2 separate regions of the Zea mays genome follow, and region 1 is linked to region 2. The links are chromatin contacts, called in public Hi-C maps. All regions are on one chromosome and are shown on one strand. The core of a region is the stretch at or near the end of the contact, and the rest is flanking DNA. Distances in the headings are between cores, read along the strand shown.

Evidence for each region. Hi-C and Micro-C count contacts between places; a contact is called where the count stands out from the background.
Region 1: a contact with region 2 is called in a Hi-C map of root tip, with 5 times the contacts expected there. The contact joins the promoter of LOC100381462 here to the promoter of LOC100279610 in region 2. A contact is called at or near these places in 6 of 25 Hi-C or Micro-C datasets (ear, endosperm, leaf and 2 more).

The regions. Positions count from the first base shown.
Region 1 is chr10:138,311,800-138,316,943 of Zm-B73-REFERENCE-NAM-5.0, reverse strand. It overlaps LOC100381462, which reads right to left and starts at 3,028. Exons shown (of 3, transcript NM_001174298.1): 1 at 2,830-3,028; 2 at 1,975-2,505; 3 at 500-825. The coding sequence starts at 2,925. The coding sequence ends at 685.
Region 2 is chr10:138,107,853-138,113,223 of Zm-B73-REFERENCE-NAM-5.0, reverse strand. It overlaps LOC100279610 (putative RING zinc finger domain superfamily protein), which reads left to right and starts at 2,744. Exons shown (of 10, transcript NM_001357900.1): 1 at 2,744-3,088; 2 at 3,217-3,325. The coding sequence starts at 2,899. LOC100304215 reads right to left here and starts at 2,463. Exons shown (of 4, transcript NM_001165665.1): 1 at 2,388-2,463; 2 at 2,223-2,262; 3 at 2,002-2,117; 4 at 493-1,879. The coding sequence starts at 2,426. The coding sequence ends at 830.

The DNA.
Region 1 (5,144 bases), core at 1,779-4,278, 200 kb before region 2:
TGATTCATGTATGTCCCTGCACATTCTCTTGGTGTTAGTCCCCGTCATTAGAATTGGAATTGGCCGGGACGTTGAAAAACCACAATGACCGTCTACCACAGCCGTCGCGAGCATCTCGTCGTGGCAACCGGACGCCATTCCTATCCATCGTCAGGCAAGAGCCAACCGCAAAGAGCGAAGACGGAGATGCTGGGCTGGTCTCTTCCGATGGCGCCGCTGCGAAGGATGGTGGAGTGGGCCGGCCGGCCAGGCCCAGGAAGAAGAATGACCGTTACTTGGGCGTAGATTGGAAAGAATGCGTGAAGCACTGTAGCGTACGAGTAGCAAGATTCAGCACGGCTCCCCTTCCCTTGCGCAGTTGTGCTGAGCGCATGAAGAAAACAACGTCCGATCCCTTCCCTGTTCCTGCATTCCTGCTTCCCGTCCTCAATTCCAATTCCCGTCACACGCAAACACAAGGGCACGCATAGGCATGCACGAACGAGAGACCACAGGTCCAGACACGAACCTGCGTGTTATTGCCCGTTACATACTCTGTACCTACGCTACGCCATCAGGCTCTCGTGTGCTGGCCAGCCACGCACGCACGCCACTGCACTTTACAAGAAACGGAAGCAGACACCCCGCGCAGCCCATGCCGCCCCGTTACGCCGGGAAGACCTCGTCCTGAATCATCCTGACTAGCTAGACGTCCGGCTGCCCTGTCCCTGGTGCTCCGGCAGCGAGCAGCCTCTGCGGCGTCGCCTCGGCGTCGATGATGCATAGGACGTGGTGCACCGCCGCGGCGATCTCCTCCGCCGTCGCCAGGGCGCACCCTTCCTCCACCTGCGGCTCCACGCGCGAGAGAAGACGAGTGAGTTTCAAAAAGGCAGCACCCCAGACCGCGACGACCGTGTACGTGTTGAGTGTGACAGGAGCAGTCAAATCGCCGAGTCAGGCAAAAGGGCAAAGCAAAAGCCTCTGCGTGCTACCTGCTACGTTGAGGGGTCCGGCTCGGCTCCGGGGCACACAAACACATATAGCTTACTCAGCAGTCAGTCTCTGCTGTCCTGAAACACGCAGCACTAGAAAAGAAAAAGGCAGGGCAGCGGCACACAACACAATCTTTCTCTGCAGTCCACATCGATCTCCTCGCCATGTCAATGGACGACGGGCCAGGTGCCTGCTCTGCTCGCCAAGCCAAGAGAGGATTCTCCATGATCGTCCTTTTCTCCTTTACGTAGCCTTTAGTGCGAAAAAAAAGAGAACGGTGAAAATACACAGCCTTTTCTTTTTTTTACTGTACTCCTATCCTATCTGCTCGAATTTGAAGGTGTTCAGACAGGGACGTCAAAAGCCCAGTGCTACAGCTTGCCAAACGCAGCAAACAGCTTTCGAGCTCTGGACTGGACTCTCTCTCTCTCTCCCGGTCAAAAGCAAGCGCCCATGGCTCGTGGTGCAGTCGTGCTGGGCTCGCAGGGGAAGCCACTGTGGTGTGTACTGTGTTCTACATGTCTCTGTATTTGGAGATCTGGCCCAGCAGGCACAAAGTCAGTGCGATGGACAATGGTGCTGCGGTGCTACTGCGTTTGGACGCCTCTGCTGCTAGTGCGGTGCCGTGTCATACAAATGGCCTCTACACTCTACTCTCTCGGATTTTCGGTGGACGGGATGCTATACTATCTGGCATCATGTCCCTTTGTTTCGGTGGACGTAATCTAGCGATCTCCGCATCAGAGAGCTTTTTGTTGTAAAAAAGAAAAGGACAGAGGATTTTGGTCACGTACTTGCTCAGGGGCAGTGGCACCGGTGGTGACCAAAGTGCATGTTAGAGCACGGCGATAGCACCATTTCAGGCACAAGAAAACGAGCCAGTGTGTGACAAGCAACGAGGCTTTGACGACGACGGTTGGTCCGTGTCCGTGGACGGAAGGAGAAAGGGACCGTCGCTTTGCTAGCTACCCATCCGTCCGGTAGTGTGCGCCGCCGTCGTACCTTGAGGCTGAGCGTGTAGAGCGCCGTCGCGTCGACCGCGGCGGTGGCCACGTTGAGGTGCAGCACGGCGAGGCCGAGCGCCTGCATCCCGGCCACCATCCGCAGAAGCTGCCCGGGCCTCCGCGGCGCCATCACGCGCAGGCTGGCGTGCGCGTCCACCACCACGCCCACCTCCACGTCCGCCACCGCGGAGGCGCGGCTCGTCTCCTCCGCGCCGGCGTCCTCCCGCGCCGCCGCGTGCCGCCGCGCGTACTGCGGGTACCGGAAGAACCGCGCGAACGGAGGCGGGTCTGGCTCCGGCGCCGACACCTCGCTGCGCGCCGCGGCGTCCCCGCCCGCGCCCGCGCCGATGTCATCACGGCCTCGAGCCGGCTGCGCCGCGTCGTCGCGTATCGCGGCCGTGACGCTGCGCTGCTGCTGCTGCTGCAGCTGCCGCTTCAGCGCCAGCTTCTGGGCCTCCAGGGATTGCAGCTGCTGCTCCAGCTCCTTCACGAAATCGATTGCGCCACTGACCACGGACGCCTGATCGCTCTACACACATGATTACAAAACAATTCCATTTTTTTATTATTACAAACCACTTAAATAGGATCGAAGCAACAGCTGGGTGGTACACGTAGACGTGGTTTGACAAGAAGAAAAGTCACGGGATGCTATTATCTGATCTGATTAGCAAGCAAACATTCCTTTTCGCCGATCTATTTATAGCTAAGAGTTTAAGACTTAGGAAGAGAAACCACTACAAAACTTGAATCCCATCGAAACCAAGAGGATGGAACTGGAAAATGCATGGCCACAGACACAGCGAAAACGGTCCAGGTTCGGGAACGAATAGTAGCGCGTAGGATCGCGTACCCGGTGGACGTAGGAGTCCGGCATGAGCGAGCGGAGCGCGGCGAGGTACTCGTTCATCTGGCGGCGGCGGTTGCGCTCGACGGCGATGTGGGTCATCCGCTGGCTCTCGGCGTCCTCGGCGTTCTTGGTGCTCCTCTGCCGTCGCCGCCGCTTCCTCCGCCCCTGCTGCACGCTGTTCTCCCCGTTCGCCTGGGCCGCCGCCGCCGCCGGCACCTCCACCGGTGGTGCATTGCCGAAAAGGAAGGTCCCCGCAGAAGCAGCGGCGCATGCGGCGGCGGCGTTGAAGGTGTCGTAGACGAGGACGTCGCTGCTGGTCGGGCACAGAGCCTCCAGCGTCATGTCGATCGGCGATTCAGCGTCGCGTGGTATCGCACGGAGGCCAGAGCGCGCGCGCGCGCGCTGCAACGGACGTACGCGGCCGCCGCCCGGCCTCTCCTACGGCACGGGCAGCTGCTGCCCTTTTCACCTCCTCGCTGCCGACTGCCTGCCTTGGTCCTCCTCCTTCCCCCCTAGTAAGAAGAGTCTGAAGAGACACCGAGCAGCAGCTACGTAGCCGGCGCTGGTCTTGGTGCTATCCGCGTGTCTCTACTCTCCAGCGGTGGGCGCCGCACGGGGGAAGCCGCAGAATGCTAGGGCATGCATTGATGCATAAGACTGCGTGGCTGAGGCGCGCGGGCGACAGTGGACGGTGCAGTAGTTTGGAGTAGCCTGAGGGTGATGCGGGATGGGGCTTTGTGCTTGCTGCTTGGGCAGGCTGCAGGGGCAGGCAATGGGTGCGGCGGCAGCGGTAGCGGCAGCTCCTCTGCCAGCGGCGCAGATGAGTAGCAGTGGCAGGCCGGGGCCGCCGGGCCGCTGCAGGAGCTGGCGCGTCGTGGCAGATCTCGCTCGCCGCTGCAATGCTCCAAGAGATTACCACCAAAAGCTGCTTTCTTTTGACGTCGCGGTGAAATTGAAAACTCTGGTAGGCGGGGCGGGGCGGAGCTAGCTGTGATCTGTTGGCCTTTGCTCGCTCGCTCGCTCTCTCTCTCTCTCTGGTGCTGCAAGCTGCCGCCGCGGCCTCTCTCCCCCCGCTGAAAAAAGCGAGCGGGAGGGGAGAGGAGAGTAAAAGGAGAGATGGAGTGGTCTCTCACTCTCACAGTCTCACTCTCTCTCACCTCACCCCGCCACTGCCACTCTGTGGAGGGGAGGAGAGGCATAGCATAGGAGTATAGGAGTGCGTGGCGTGGGCAGTGGGCGCGCCTCGCTTCTGTCATTCTGTACTGTGGCCTGTGGGTGGTTCTCTGTTCTCGCCGCAGTTCGATATGTGGGAGTGTGGCCATGTCCGTTCTTGGTATGGGCCAATGAAGGTTTTTGAACAATGTACCCGTGCATATAAATGCCAAACGAAAGCTACCAAAACGAACCGTATATGGACGCATGCTGCCTGCCTGCCTAGCAGGTATACAGTGAACTGTTGAAGAGGGTCTTATATGCCTCCTCCATCTCCCGTACATGTACCAACCAAAAGTTGATGCTCCTCCTACTGAGCTCAAGTGATGCACACATGTGGCATACACTTCGATCAACCCAAGTGATATGCATAACATAATGACTCCAATTACAGCGATGCGAGCAAACAATCTCGCCTCAATATGGAGGTAGATTATAGCTTCGCATCGTCGGGTAAAAATGATCAAGATAAGTCAATCAAAATTATACAAGCAAGAGCGCAAATCCTTGTCCAGAAGAAGACCATAATGTAGCAGTTGTACGAAGCTAGCAACAAGATAAGTCAATCAAAATTATACGAGTATTTTTTTTTCAAGTTGCTAAATTAGTCCACCATCGACATATTTGGTGCCATGAAGAGCCCATATGTTGACCATAAAAATGCGCAAACAATTAAAACTAGACGAAAGAAGAAAAACAAAGAGGATCGAGGAGTATTTTTATTTTTTTTTACGATAATGTGATCAATAGCTGATGTAACGGACGGTATAGATTACCTGGCCTAGAACTACCATGTGAAAGGTGAAAATAATATAGGACAAACCTAGGCACATGGATTAACAGTGGGCAGAACGACAGCATGACAACAAGGGAGGCCACAATAAAGCGCTGTGTAGTGTGTACGCGTACTACGTACCACACTTTTGGCGTCTGACAGCTTATCTGCATAAGCTCGCACTTATCCTAGCCATTTATTTATATTAGAGAAGGCTTCAACTCTGTGTACATGCACTTTATGTATTGTGACTCACTAAAATTTAGGCTCTATATTTTAATTTTTATACGACAGTTATTGGGGAGTACATATTTCTATATTAAACTTATAG
Region 2 (5,371 bases), core at 1,495-3,994:
ACGGCACATCCTAAGATCACATAAGTGTAGTTAGCATAGTGGTGTAAGTGCTATATTTTGAACTTGGTGGTCAAGGTTTGAGTCTTGTTGATCCTTGTTTTTTGTTTGTTTTTTTATTTTTTTCTTGGCACACCCTAAACATAGCAGCTGGGTCCGCCACTGGGAGACTGGGATGCCTCTATAGGCACCTCTATGCATCAGCGATTTACAGAGGTAGTTGCCTATCCATCTTTAGTAACTGTATTTTCAAAGATGGTTCTGAATTCAGAGCTATCTCTACAAATCGGTTTTTTAAAGACGGATGGTAAATCACAGTCGTCTTTATTATTGAGGTATGACATATTCCCTATTTGATCTATTCATTCCAGATTTCTTGCTCCATTTCAAAAACAACATTATTCTAGACATAAACATAGATACAAACATACACCACTCCATATAATATATATAGATAAACAATTGATAGATTGCATGATATAGCTAACTTCTACAAGTTCTAAGTTCACCCATGTATTCTAATATCAACAGAGATTCGCAAAACATCAACAAAAAAACATAGAATCTCATCTGAAAACAAGATTTACAGAATTTGGTACCCATCATTTAATTTGTCTCAGTTCGGTCTTCTGCTGATACGTACCCTGGTGCTATGAAAAAATTGTACTGGGATAGCAGTAGCACAAGAAGATAGCTACAACCATAAAGATATTATAATGATCTAGTCCTACTTGAGCGACATGCGCTCCTACAGACTGGAAGAGCTGAAACTGGTCCAAACTGTCAACTTGATGATGCATACTCTTCTGAACAGGATGCAGACGTTGAGGTGTCAATTCATACGGCGCACCCACTGCCCCAACCGGAGCTGCTTCATTGGACGACCAACATAGGGCTTGCCTTTGCGAGGACACTTCCATTTGCTGCTCGGCTCTGGTGCTGGAGATGCGTTTACTTCTGAAAAATTAGTCCTATCCGCCAAGGGACGTCTGGTTTGCTCTTGGACCAAAACCTTCTGGTCTGGAATGCTGACATTCTCTTTTAAGTTCCTCTTTTGCTTCTCTCCCCCAGTTAGGTGCCTCAGATTTTTATTTGTTATGTGTTCCTCTGGTTGCTTCCTTTTCCTCTTTACAGCGATAAAACCATCTGATGCAACTATTTCTTGTCGCCTTTTACTGTCTGATGAAAGCTTGCAGCGGTCAGCTTCCCCTAGGGGAGAATTCTCTTCACTGTCAGTTTCGCGTAATGCACAATTATCTTCAGTCTCAGCTAAACTGGGTCTGTTGCGACTAACAATATGTGTGCTGTGGTCAACACCATCTTGGATCTTTTCCCCAGTCCCAGCTCGAGTGATATTGTTAAAACTGCCAGGCAATTCAATATGGCCGTTGATGTCTTCTGCAAAGCCTTCTCCAGTATCAGCCAAAAGTGCATCATCACAGTTAGCAGACGTTTTACTCTCAACCTCCTCATCTGCAGGGGTGCTTTCTCGAGTGTCAGCTGAACTAATACGATCAAAATTGACCAGCGCCTTGTGCTCAATTGTGGCTTCTTGGCTATGTCTAGTAGCATCAGGCAAGCTTGTTGTGCAATCTATTTTTTCTGAATGCGTCTCACATATTTCATTAAGAGGAAGGCTTCTACAATCTGGCACGTGCTTCAGTGCATTTAGCTGCACAGGGAACAGACCATGACTTTCAGTTGCATTAACTTCCTCAACCTCACTAAGAAAACTCGCTCCAAACAACGCCCGCAGGCTTTGCTTCCTTTTGGGGGCGGGCTTCGTCGCATTCCCATCGACCGGGACCAAATATTTTCTAGGAAAATTCTCAGGCTCAGATTGGCCTCCAAAACCACTTTCTGTCAAAGCAACTCCACCATCCTGGAGAGAACGTTTTAATGACGAATGCTGGGTACACGGTAACGAAACCAAAGTATACAGCTAGCTGGGCTAATAGCCTAATAGGTAGGAGGATGAGATTGGCAGCGAAAAATAATAATTACCTCGAATGGGTCTTGGGTCTCGCTGCCGTCGCCGCCGTCGTGATCAGCAACATGCTCCGTAACCTCAGGAGAGTCATAAACATAGCTCGAGAACCAATTCTTGATGTCCGGCGGCTCTGACGAAGAAACAAAACGCCCAACAAAGCGTCAGCACAGTCAGAGATCCAAAATCGACGCGCCAAGAAAACGCTAAGGTTCGCGAGGGATGGAAGGGAACGCACGGGAAGGGAACGAAAGGGGGTACGAACTGCACACGTAAACCTGCAACAACAGAAATCGCGGGTGAGCGAGCGGCCTGGAGGAGCGATTCCCCCGGCGAGTGCCGTACTTGACCGCGATAAGGGTTGGGGAGCAGAAGAAAGGAGGGCTCCACGATTTCGGCTCACCTGACTTCGGCCATCGGCTTCGCCGGCGCTGTCATCCATGGCGGAGCAGAGTCTAGACGGGTATAGTAGATCTGAGAGCCGACGAGCGGGCTGGTGAGTCTTGGTGAATTGGTGATGACTGACGACACTGGCGGGGCTCGGCGTTCTCATCAAAATTCAAATTCGAAATGCCCGGGAATGACGGGGGTGCCCGCCAAACGGGAAATCATTTTGATTTTTGCCTAATCTGCAAGCGGCGAGCCCGCGACAGGCCAGAATAAAGTGGGCCGGGCCGATAACAGTCTAATCCAACTTTTAGTTTTTTTACACATCTCCAACGCGAACGCGTCTTCGTTCTGTCTCCAATTCTCCGTCTCCCTCTACCCTGCGCCCACGCAGTTGTACACCCACCCTTTCCTCACGCTCTCGTCTCTCTCCACGAAACCAACGTCCCCTCCTTCCCCAGCGCCCCGGGGGAGGAACGCCGCTGCAGCCGCCGGGAGGAGTCGGTGGGCGTCCTCCTGGACGCGAAATGCCCGCCCAGAAGCTCCTGATCTCGTCGCCCACCCCGGACGACTCCGACGGCCGCGTTGCAGTGCGTCACGCCGCCGCCACCCGCCAGCGGGTGTCGGAACTCGGAAGCAGGGACGGAGCCTCACGTGAGATGGATGGGAAGTCCGTGCGTCAGGAGAGATCGTCTCATCGGGAGCCTCGCGACGGTGGTGAGATGAACGGCGCTGCAGCGCCTCTGTCTCTCGACCCACACCAACACCACACGTCGTCTTCGATAACGCTGTCCTGGGTTGTGGACTTGTGGATATGTCTGATATGTTCCGTTTTGTTTGGGCAGTTTCGCAGATCGCGACGACGAGCAGGTGGGTGGCCGCGGCAGACGAGACTGAACCGACACCTACATCGAGTCGTTCCTATCATCCTATGCGCGCCGGCACCATGGATGAGTAAGCGCCGCTCCCTGTCATCTCTCACCCTCTCCGACCTCTCCCGGATTGTTTCGCGTGGCCGTCAAGGCGATCCGACGACCCTGTCACTACCTCGTATCTAGTATTCTAGTTTGCTAATGTCCGCTAGCTCCAGCTCGTAATTGCTGCACGCTGGCATCCAGCAAGGCCTGCGGATCCGGTGAACCGGGGAGACTAGTAGAACAATGTGCGCGACGATTGCTTCATTTGGATTGTTCTCAGTATTAGCCTCTGGTCATGGCGTCCACGAGCCGATCACCAGCTAGCACTGGCACTGGCAGCAAGAGTTGTGGATCCCTGCTAGAACCATTGAACTTGCGTGGAGTTGGGCATTCGACGGTGTGCATGTTTCCACCATGGTGACTGTTCTCGTTGGATGGCGCAGCTGTGGCCTGTGGCCGCGAGTATAACAGGAGCATCACGATCCTTATCAGTACTGCAATGCTTTCGCGCGTAGCCGCCAAGGCCGTCACATCTCATGCTAGTCCCTCGAGCTCACGCTGGCCTCTTCAGGTTCTCAGTTGACAGTGCGAGATGCAATGCAAGAGCGTGTTATTTTCCTGCGCCATTAATATCTATCAAATTGGCTTCTAGTTTATGCCCTCTGCTAACAGAAGCTTCTAGAGTTTGGATTCTTGCTCAGAGCATCAACCATTTCCTTTCATCCCGAAGACTAGCTACTCCTTCATATCCTTCCTGTTAGCCATATGCCCATATATCCCAGTCAATCTTTCAACAGACGAGCGCACGATCTACGCGACCAGACATCCATGCTATCGCGCGCCCGTCCTCTGCAAGACCGGCTGGGGTATATGGCTAAGGCTAACACTTCCCTCCAGCATCCTTAAGTAAATAGGAGCACGAGGGAGTACACGTTCACAGTGAGATATAAACTTGCAACGCTGTACCAACCACAACAAAAAACTAGAGAAAAACTAATAAAGTTAGCATATCGTCATCACTTATCATTTACCAACCAGCCTGAGTGCCTGACAATTAATCTGTAGCCTAATGAACTGAAGAGTTTTTTTTATAACTCTGATCAACCCTTTTGATAACAAAACTGAACAGGTGAATTGAGGGCTTGTAACCTCTGCACGCCAACATAACCAATGTTGTCAGGAGTAGAGTTGTGTGGATAACTGAACATATCTTAGTTAGTGCTGCATATTCTAAAACATTCCTTTGCATGCTTAGCGTCTTCAGGAACAAAGGAGAATAATATTTTCATGGCTCTAGTGCAATTGACTTCTGCTACATGACTACATCCACATCGTAGGAACACCCTTGGTTTATTTGTTTTTAGTGGACCTTCCTTTTCCAGTCTTCTTACCTTGCTAGTATATTATGTCGGTAGCTTGCTCAGTTGTCAGTTCCACTGGCCACCGTTGCAAGTCGTTTGGTTTGTTGTCATGCAGTATCAAAATTGTCCTTTCTTGACTCCCCTGCCGTAAGCTATGCAGACGTTAGAGTCTACACTGTTTTGGTCTGGGATGGTTCGCCTTCAACGTGTTCTACAAACTGACGAACAGAGATAAACCACAAGCGAGTCCACTCTCTAGACTGATCTTCGCCAGTCCGCCGGGCGCCAGAGACTGGAAAGGTTGGTTGAGAACCGGCAGCCTGAGCAAAGCAAATGAACATTGGGGGAGCATCCAGACAGGCAGGCACCGCGCATCGCCGGCCGCCGGCAGAGCAGAGCCACAGAGGGGAGCCGAGAACATTGGCGCCTGTGTGCCGAACAAGACGCGCAAAGCCGGTGAGGCAGCTGCGATTTTGCCTGGTGCGTGTTCAGGAATCTCAGCCTTAATCTGAAACCAAAACACCTGTGCTGTGCGTTCTCCGTTCTCACGTGGATCGAGCGGTATGCAAATACAGCCCTCGCCTGGGAGTAGTCACTTGCAGAATCGGAGTAACAGCTGACAGTCCCAGTCCCAGCAGCCCCGGGAACGCGGAGCGTCGGTAGGGGAGCCGGCCGCGGCCCGCCTGCATGCGTTGTGCGTCGCTTGCTGCTTCCAGTCAGAG